Regions from separate parts of the Sorghum bicolor genome. Here region 2 is linked to region 1. The links are chromatin contacts, called in public HiCAR-type maps. All regions are on one chromosome and are shown on one strand. The core of a region is the stretch at or near the end of the contact, and the rest is flanking DNA. Distances in the headings are between cores, read along the strand shown. Region 1 holds the start of LOC8079506 (transcription factor bHLH30). Region 2 holds the start of LOC8079507.

Evidence for each region. HiCAR-type assays count read pairs that join an accessible place to other places.
Region 2: a HiCAR-type map of leaf shows a contact between it and region 1, with 3 times the contacts expected there. The contact joins the promoter of LOC8079507 here to the promoter of LOC8079506 in region 1. A contact is called at or near these places in 1 of 4 Hi-C or Micro-C datasets (leaf mesophyll) and 1 of 1 datasets of contacts at active chromatin or transcription factors (leaf).

What each region holds. Positions count from the first base shown.
Region 1 is chr3:1,567,306-1,572,779 of Sorghum_bicolor_NCBIv3, reverse strand. It overlaps LOC8079506 (transcription factor bHLH30), which reads left to right and starts at 3,667. Exons shown (of 2, transcript XM_002457083.2): 1 at 3,667-5,169. The coding sequence starts at 4,852.
Region 2 is chr3:1,809,527-1,814,587 of Sorghum_bicolor_NCBIv3, reverse strand. LOC8079507 reads left to right here and starts at 3,206. Exons shown (of 7, transcript XM_021455175.1): 1 at 3,206-3,436; 2 at 4,346-4,499; 3 at 4,631-5,021. The coding sequence starts at 4,392. LOC8081406 (protein transport protein SEC13 homolog B) reads left to right here. Exons shown (of 2, transcript XM_002454894.2): 2 at 1,308-2,510. The coding sequence starts at 1,373. The coding sequence ends at 2,290.

The sequences.
Region 1 (5,474 bases), core at 2,418-4,917:
GTGCATTGGTCCTTCCACTGTGCCCTTCGCTGCTTCGCATATCTATATCATCCTATAATGTATCATGCACACATTAGTGACGAAATTGACAACAGAAATGCTGCTGACTCATGCTTTTTTTTAATACTTTTTTTCATATCTATTTGTTTCTCAAATTTTTCATTGTTACACAGGTTTCTCTCTCTCCTTTCATGTTGAGACATTTGATTTTAAAAGTCACTTAGTAATACAAAAAAATATATTTATTACTGCGCTAGAAAGATGTATTAAGTACTGCAGTTGTCAGTTTTAATAATACAAAAAAATACTTCACTCATTTATAATCTGTCAATGAAGAACAAGACATACTCTTACCAAGACTCTGCCCCTGAAATTATTAAATTGAAAAAACGCAAGGCTCTCCGAGCTCCAGGTGTTCAAGATTGCCGGTGGCTCCTTCGTTGGCTTAATAAGTTATTAGCTAACCCTTGTTGCTATCATCTTTGAGCTGTATAGCCAATCACTTTTGCTTCCTTCTGATATAGAACTTTCATCTATTGAAGATTGCAAGCAACATCTAAATGTTCTCGTCACTAATGTATTTAAGACCTCACTAGAACCTCCAATAAATAACTCTTCAAAGACAGCGCTTGATTTGTAATTTGTTAATTCTAAATGTTGACGTCCAACGCTTAACATTTTCCAAGAGGACCAATGATATATATTTTTGGGCAGACTGGTGACATCTGCTTCATTGTCTGATGTGTCCCAAATTCAAATCATTTGTCTGTTTTTGCTTTGTGATTTGTTTTGGTAGTCCTGCCTTGGAAGGTTCATGCATGTGTACTTGAAAAGACTTGTCAACCATGTTGCAGTACTTAAAATCATGCTGCAGTACTTATATAATTAGACTTAGGGTCTGTTTAATTGATGGTGTTAAAGTTTAACATATACTGTAACATTTTCGTTTTATTTAGCAGTTAGTGTCCAATTATGGACTAATTAGACTCAAAAGATTCATCTAATAAATTATTCTCTAGCTGTGTTTTTAGTTTCGTAAATAGTCTATATTTGGTACTCTATGCATGTGGCTAAACATTCGATGTGATGGAACTTAAAGTTTATCGTGACAAAACAAACGGGGCCTTATTGACGGTTATACGGTCGCCAAAGAATAGACTTGTTGAGGGCTACAAGTCAAACAAAAAGAATGGGTTGTGAACATCTCTGTTTGTTAAATTATATAAAACCAAAGACAGATGTTGGCATCCATGAACTATTCACCTATAAGGATTGAAGTCATCCAAACTAAACGTCATGTTATGAATTATTTATGAGCTTATGCAGACGGCTTGGGAAGCAGAATTGTATATGAAATGCTTGGCACCCTATATTTGTCAGAGAGAGCCAAAGAGGATGGTTGAAATGGCAATGTCAAGGTACCTAGAGCTGTGTTGACATCACCCTAATAAAGAAAAAAAATTATGGCATAAAAATATATGCAGTTAGTTGAACTACTGGAGCAATAGATATTTTTTTGTGTGTTTTTGCTAAAAGAAGCTACCCAAATAGCATGCTCTCCAAAAAGTTCGGCGGAGACATGGAAGAAAAAAGCAGGAAATTCACAAGGGTACATCAACAGATGCATCTTGTTGTGCTGATCCTGTTATTTGGATGCAAGACTGTGAGCCAAGAAGGCATGTGATCATTTCCCTCTGAAAATCTGTGAAGACTTTCGAAGTGAAATTGGACTTGAAAATTCAAGGATTGATATGGAGCAGAGTCCGACTCATTTTACATTGAAACTACATCCTAGAAATTCCAGAAACGAACTCCCTTTATTTAGATAAATTTGTTTCTAGCTTACAGGTTATCTTCTCAGACTCATTGGCTATAAACATGGGTTGTCCTCTAGAAGCTGGCCTTTCCTAGATTTGGTTTCCACGGCATTTGGGGCAAACAACTTGCATTTTGGAACAGATGGACTGCATTTTTTATCTTGCATTTTCTGTTACAGTTATGGACAGCATCGATTTCATGCGTTGCATCATCATTAGTATGATCTATGCTGCAGTGTACTTGAGTCACTACACAAGTTGCATTAGCTCATAAGCTCTAAGTTCTGACATCAGATTAAGGACTTAATGATCGAACAATTTGCAACTGTTCTTGTCTACTGAAGGTGTCACTACGTCAGGGATAGGTGGGAAATTTTGAACTTGGTGTCGATAAGTCGGCACTTTTTTCAAAATGCAGGTTGCTTTAATTTTGTTCTAAGTTAAATTTATCTAACTTTAATCAAATTATAGAAAAAATCATCAACACGTACAATATCAATTTATTTGATGCAACATGAAGTATGTCTTGATAGTGTTGTGTGTGTGTGTTAAGTGTAAAGTCAATTTTTTTTCAACCTTCAACTTGCACGACTGTCTGATTTTTAATTATAAACTATAAAACTAGATACTGGACACTTGACACCATTCAATTATTGAAACCAAATAAATTTGGCCTCTAACAACTAACTAGTTTTAATGGTGGTTTCCTTTTTTTGAAAATAATAAATATTTGATTTAATCTCTAAAATTAACTAATCTATTCTAAATCAAATAAATATAAAACTCGTACCAATTATTTTATAAAAGTATAATTTTTCTATTTTGGTGATCTACTTAGAGCTGTTTGAAATTTATTTGTTTGTTTTATTACTTGTAGTCGTGCTTATTTTTTATTTAAATTATCGTTTTGTGCGGTATAATACTTGAAGATTGATCAAGATGATCTAGCATACTATGAGTATATAGAAATACATGGAAGATGACTACAACCCTACAAATTCCGTGCTTTGTATAGATCCTATTCAAGCATTGCATGGCTAGCGCTATTACTTTATGTTGATTGTGGTGTCTCAAACACCATGCAATCAACTAGTTACGAAATCAACACTATAGGGCCGACTACAAGCAGCAAAACACTAGAAGACATGAATGTATAAGATGCAAATAACTCCAAATGGAGCACCAACATGTAGATATCATTTTTCTGATTTAAGACAAATTAGTCATTTTAGATAGAAAATTAGTTTTTTCAATTATTTCTAGCTTTTTTTTAGCAAGAACAACGGGTGAGTCTCCATCTGGTTATATTACCATAGATTCTAGACATATCTGGTGGGTGAAAAGCGTTGGGTAACCTGATCTCGTAATTCAGGATTAAAAAAATCAAACAACAATGCAAGTTGTAGGTTAGAAATTGATTTGTCCATACTAAGAGTTGTGTAAAGATATTTTTCCAGAAAAGGAAAATAGCAGGACTATCTTATTGTTCGTTGGATTCTAAGCGCATGTTTGAATAAAAATTTTACAGTATGAGATTCTCACAGAAATCAGTTCAATTTCAAAGAAGATAAGTATAGGAACACGAAGTTTTTCCTATATTCTAAACATGCCCTTATTTGGCGAACGTGGGCTAATCAGTGGAGTCGGTCAGATTACGATGACCAAGTGATCAAAGAACCTGCAATCACAGACACATACACACACCAAAACTGTATGGACAATCAAGAAATTCCCGTGGCGCTATCAGGAAGGTGAAAGAATCCCAAACAATGGTGCAAGGAGGCCAAGCAAGCAAACCAAAAGCGAACCCAGCAAGCAACATAGAAAAAATGTGCAACGACTAGTCCTTATCCTCTACGTCAATCGCAGAAAAACAATCTCAAAAAAAATCAGACAAGAACACACAAAGACACATACATATATTCTCCCTCGCTCTCAAACCCTTTTCCACTCACAAAGAGCAGAGCTATTGCTAGAGCTAGCTGGTCGTCTTCCTCCTCCTTCCTCCAGCATTCTGACGAGAGCTCAGCTTTGCCTCTGTCTTGCTGCCATCGCAGAAGGCAGAAACAGGAGTTCCTGAGATCGAGCCACAAACCAAAGACACCAATCACCAAGAACTAGCTTAGCTACACCGTGAGGTGATCGAGGGAAAGATCACACATATCGCCTGCATCTGCGTTCATACATATATCAGAAGAGAAGATGATCCCTTTCATAAAGATGAAACCTTCCCTCCACTAGAAGCCCCGGGAGGAGGACGCAACAAGCAAGCTCACCGAAGCCACAAATGGATCAGCGACGCCAACAAGCAAGGCTGGGCAGCAAGGCGAGCTCAGAGCGGAGGATGCTGCGACGCGTGAAGCTCCCCTTCTGGTCCTGCCCTCCAAACCGGCCTCCAGGCACCTGAGCGCGCTCGATCAGCTGGTCTCGTGCTCCCCTCCCCGGGCGGCTCCTTTCCCCATCTCCCTCCTCTGTCTTTCTTGGCTCTTCTTTCACTCAGCTGTCAGCTCTCGGATCTCCAACCCTGCCTGCCTGCTGCTGTCAGTCTCCTTCCCTAGCTAGTACTACTACAAGACATGGCTCTGCTTTTCGTGTGATCTCGTCGCGAGCCTGTCTGCCGGTGCCTCCGCTTCCCTTGGGAGAAAGCAAGGGCTCCTGTCCGGCCCGTGTTCTTGGGAACCAAGGCCTTGGTGCTGCTGTTCCTTGTCCAAGCTTGGGAAACAAAGGCACGCTTGGACTTTGCTGCCCGTCTCGTGTGTCAAACATTCTGGAGGCGCGTTCTTGGCCCTTGTGGCCGCAACTTCTTGGATCCAAGAGCTGTCCTCCTGTCCCTGCCGATCGCCTGCCCTCAGCCCCTGATCCATCAGAAAAAAAAAGGCAACATCTCTCTTGCGTGCTTCACAGTTGACATCTGCCGAGTTCGTTGTTATATACTCCTACCAGTATTAGTTGTCAGAAACTGCACTGTTATGTTCTTGTGCCTCGCGGATCGTCGTCGTCACCGTGGTCAGCCCTGGAAGCTTTTCACGACGACATGGACATGGGCTCCGTCCCCTTCGCCGACGCCGGGCTCCTCGACGCGTTCTACGGCGGCGGACATGGACACAACGACTACGGGCTTGTTAGCCAGCAGCTGACGTCGCCTGTCGTCTTGGACGGCGGCGCCGGCGGGCTGCTGGACGCCGGTGCGGCTTCCACGGAGGAGGAGGCGCCGAAGAGGAAGGGAGACCACCGCCGGGACGACAAGGCGGCGATGGCCCTCAAGAACCATAGCGAGGCGGAGCGGCGCCGCAGGGAGAGGATCAACGCGCACCTCGCCACGCTCCGGACCATGGTGCCCTGCTCCGACAAGGTCAGTGCCTCTGTCTCCTTCTCGTGTAGCTTAGTAGTAACTTGTACCAGTGCATGGGCGTTCTAGGTGCCTACTCGGTGGCGGGGGTCGTTGCACCGGCGCGCCGGGCTGCTCGTCCGCCGTCCGTTGCCAGCCAGCGGCGCGCCGTCCCGCGCCGGCGAAGGTGACGACGCGACTTGGCAGCGCAGCAAAATTGGTCACCGACTCACCGCGATGGAGACTGGGCCGAAGCCCAGTCGAAGAAAGGCCCAACATTATCTAGCTCTAGGCCCAATTCTATCTTTATTGTCGGATAGCCCAGACCG
Region 2 (5,061 bases), core at 1,957-4,456, 240 kb before region 1:
GCGAAGCTGAGCACCGAAACCCTAACCTAAAGCTATTTAGCTATTTGACAATCCTCCTAACTTCGAAGTTTTTGCAAGAATTATTGGGTGTACATGTGTACACCCATGTCCCTTTACTGGATCCGCCCCTGGTTGGCAATAGATGCAAATATTTGATTTGTTCTCAAAACCAAGTCGCCATGTGTTGAATGCTTGTATTGATTCGTGCTGGATGTTTCTGAAAAAACAAGTTTGCTTTTGCTGCCTTAGATCCATAAAAAGGATAATAGAACTAAACAATCCAGCCTTCTATGGTAGCATAGCATCTCTCTCATCATTCAATTTAATAAGTTTGTGGTTGAGTTCGTGCGTTATTTTCGTGAGATCAGTATTCAGTAACGCCACTATCTGCATTTTTTTTTTGCTTCAATCTCTCTCCTGAGGGTACCCTTGTGTCAGCTGCTTAAGTTTCGTTCAGCTCTTTTTGGTCTATTTCAGGGCTTAATTATGAATATACGTGGTTTTGAGAGGGTTCGAAAATTTCAAAAAAGTGGAAAAGTTTATCAAAAAAAAAAGAAGTGGAAAAGACATTATCATACCAGATGTATTGCGTTTTATGTGTATATGCTGGACTATGTCTTCTCATTTGTCTTCAAAAAATAATTCCCAACTCACCATTCATGCTTCTGCAGCTCTTCCTCTCAGGATGCCCCCTGTGTTGGTTGTTGAAGTTTGTTTAAGCTCTTTTTGGTCTATTTCGGATTTTTTAATATGAATACAAGTGGTTTTGAGGGGGCTGCAATCTAAAAAGTTAAAACGATGTTATTGTACCAAATGTTTTGCTGCGTTTTATGCACATATGCTGGACTGTGTTTTCCTACTTTTCTTCCAAAAATAAGTTCCCATCACTATTCACGCACTTTTCTAACATAGTGGATTGGTGTTATTTTTCTGATGCTGCAATATACACCATTGCCAGTATTCTGTGCTTCTTAAGCTAATTTAGATGAAATGTATTGTTCAGTGGTTTGTCCTCATCATCCTGTGTTTTAGTATGCAATCTGGCAAATGATGAATTTGCCCCAATTGTGAAAAACACACACGCACACGCGCACACACATGCATACACACACATGGCATTGTGTAGACCATCAGTGTTCTGCATTGATGTTGTGGTTGCAATATGGCATATCATCAACTCCATGTGAATATATGATGTTTAACCTGGTCTCATTTTTTGGCTAGTTAGTGTGCATACCTTATGTACTTATGTTATTCTTTGATTTATCATTTATCTAATATCCTCGGCTCCTCGCTTGATCGTATAGGACACTGAAGTGGTGAACACAGAAGGTTGTCATATTTGTTAAGTTAAAGTTAGATCGGTGGAACAATGCCACCCCATAAGATTGAAACTGGGCATCAAGATGTGGTGCATGATATCGCCATGGATTACTATGGGAAGCGCCTAGCTACAGCCTCCTCTGATAACACAATAAAGATCATTGGCGTAAGTGGAAACTCACACCAGCAGCTTGCAACTTTGAGTGGACACCAGGGCCCAGTATGGCAAGTCGCATGGGCTCATCCCAAGTTTGGTTCCATGCTCGCATCCTGCAGCTACGACGGCCGGGTGATCATCTGGAAGGAAGGAAGCAAGCCTGATGAATGGGCACTGGTACACACCTTTGCTGAGCACAAGTCCTCCGTGAATTCCATCGCATGGGCGCCTCATGAGCTGGGTCTATGCTTGGCTTGTGGTTCATCAGATGGGAACATTTCAGTCTTCACTGCTCGTTCTGATGGAGGCTGGGACACCACACGTATTGATCAGGCGCATCCAGTCGGTGTGACCTCAGTTTCTTGGGCCCCAGCAATGGCACCGGGAGCTCTAATCAGTGCAGGATCTTCTGGTCAGTTTGAGTATGTTCAGAAACTCGCTTCTGGTGGCTGCGACAACACGGTGAAGGTGTGGAAGCTCAACAATGGGAGTTGGCGGATGGACTGTTTCCCTGCCTTACAGATGCACAAGGACTGGGTGAGAGATGTTGCGTGGGCGCCAAACCTGGGCCTTCCAAAGTCCACCATTGCCAGCGCCTCTCAGGATGGAACAGTTGTTATCTGGACAGCAGCAAAAGAAGGCGAGCAGTGGGAAGGCCAGGTGCTGTATGATTTCAGGACCCCTGTGTGGAGGCTGTCATGGTCACTGACTGGGAACATATTGGCGGTGTCTGATGGCAACAACAATGTGACCCTGTGGAAGGAAGCTGTCGATGGCGAATGGCAGCAAGTGACGACTGTTGAGCCATAATAGGTCCATAGAGGTCTCTAGAGTTGTTCCTCACCAATATTCCCTAAATAATTATATTTTTCGTGTAAGGTAAAGCTATGTCCCTCCCTGTGGAGCTGTTTGTGGTTCATACCTGTTGGGAAGGCATGACTGCGTTAGACATGGTTTCAGGCTCTGGCCGAAGTGAAAAATTGACTATGTGGATCATTCTGTTTCTCGATTCAGTGCCTTTTCTTTCCCATGTTTAATTCGTTAATTCACTCAGGTTGTTCATATATCACCTTCTGGATAACGGTTAATTGGATATACTTGATGCTTTCTGCATTGCTGATGTAAGCTTTGCACTTGTACGTGTACCCCAAGTTGAAACTGTGGCCAGACAGAAGATGAAGCCAGACATAATTTGGTCCACTGGTATCAACGAGGGGCTAAGGCCAAAGAAAGCCTCCTGCCGAGGCGTCTCTGTGCAGCCCAAAATCACTCGCTTTTCCTTCTATATCCTGTTGAAGTACTCGTCGTTTTCGTCACCCTTCTCTTTCAGAAAAAGCATAGCTTGTGTGGCCACCTAGTAGTCACAAAGTTCTGTTAATACTCCTACAGTGTTTTATTTGGTCCATCCAACATCGAGGGTTGATACATCTAGAACTAGAATCAGGCACCCAGAAACTTTTTCTTAAAATCGAATTGTTTCTACCACAAAAAGGAAAATATGTTCATGTTTTAGGACTGTATATGTTACAATCAACAGGGAGTCCTTTTCCTGCTCGTAGAAAGGGAGAAAAACAGAGTTTGTGTCCCTCTCAACGGGGATTCCAAGTTCTAGTACGACGGGTCCTAATTCAACGGCGCAGATCGGCCTCAAGATCACTGGATTAATCATAGCCCTACAAAATAACCGATCGCATTAATTATTTTGGCAAGATTTCAGGAGTGCGTTCTGTTCGTTCGCCTCTGAAACTACACCAACTGCGGCCGCACAAACGTCAGGCCTGGGAGAGGAGTTCGTGCTCCAAAAGATTCGCGCTTGGCCACTTTTTTGTACTCCACATCCACTCAGCTCCCTAGCGACCCCCCGCTTCGTGTGTTGTTTTCTTCTTCTTTTTCTCCCCGAAAAGGCTAGACGGCGGCTTCGAGAGCTCACTCGTCGCCGGCGGCCGGCGACGGAAGGTGCGGGTTTCAGTTCTATCTTTTTCTACCCCTACCTCTTCTGTTCCATAAGCGAGCGCTTTTGGTGCTCGTTGGATTGGTTATTCTTCGTCGCTGCGATTCTTGATTCTGGCGTTGGTTTAATCCGACGGCGCGACTAGGTTCATCTCTTCTTGGTTTCCACCAAGTTCGGCTCCTTTTAGTTTTAGGGCAGTATGATGCTCTTTTACTGGGGTTCTGTAAGGACTAAGCTTTGGTTTGATTATTCGTTTGGTTGGGTGCTTGGATGCTAGTAGTTCACTACTTATTTTTGGGGTCGATTGGAGAGGGGATCAGATAAGCTTTGCTCGTTTAAGAAATCTGACTGAGGTTTCACTAACGGTTCGATGACAAAAATCAACCCTTTTGTTCTGCTCAGTCTTAGTCTCATCAAGCTTTGTTTGAGCAGAACTGGCCACTGTAGGTTGTGTTAATGACAGGTACAACACTTTGCTAAGTTCACTAGGGATTAGAGTACAATTCGTCTGAAGGTTCGGACACCAGTGTCATGCTAATTTGGAAATTCTATCCTGCAAACATGACTTGACATGGAAGAACGGCATGCCTTTAGAAACAGGACGTAAATTGCCTAGTGTTATTGCAAACACATTGTATCGTTCTGACCAGGAATCCTGTTAACTGATTGGAGTTATATAGGATCAGATTATGTATAATAAACTAGCATTTCCCACTCAATGCCAGTGAATAGTTTAATGCAAAACAAGTACATCTACTGTTCCTGAGCCTGTCTGAATCAGATATGTGGATTGCTATCAAGCTTATTCCTAGAACCTGGTAGGAATTTATACTTGCTACAATTAGAACCACATGTTATACTCTAATAATGTTTGTTGGTACTTAATGCTGAATTTTCAGTGTGCTCTGAAACAGGATTTTTCCACCATTTTATTGACAAAGAAAGAAAAAAAGAAGGCTAATGGCGAGAAGCATTGATTCAGATTATATTGACTTCTCACATATGGGTGGATTTGACATGGGCATCGATTTTAACGGATTTGAGGAAAATGTGAAAAAGTTCATGGAGGTAGTAGTAGTTCCTTCTCATGACTTTGATGTTTAACATGTTTTTTTCGGTTTACACATATTTGGATATTCGAACGCAACATAAGATGTTCTTGATATGCTTTGTTACTAACTTTCCCCATTTATGGACAGCTCCCGATCAAGTATCTTGATTCGGCTCATGATAAGGCTGTCGAATTCATTGAAGATGTTCATGCAATATTTTATGGTCCCTTTACTGATCATGAGGTGCCAAATAACGATCAATCCAATTGCTATGTTATCACTGAATCTTCGCCAACATCAATTGAAAAGGAGCTAGTTGGACCAAACATTGAACCCTCAACTCCTGCATCCTTCATTACCATGGAGAACAGTTCTACTGGCTGTGATACTGATCAAACCGAATCATTTTCAACAAAAAGTACAGGTTTATCCTTGATGAATCATGTGTACCCAGAAAATAATTCATCTGAAGGAGCTCATATCGAATCAAATGATCAGTGTATTTTGCCTGAGAACATCTCAACAACTAGAATATATGGTACTAGTTTTTCTAATATACACTTTATTTCTCCTCATCT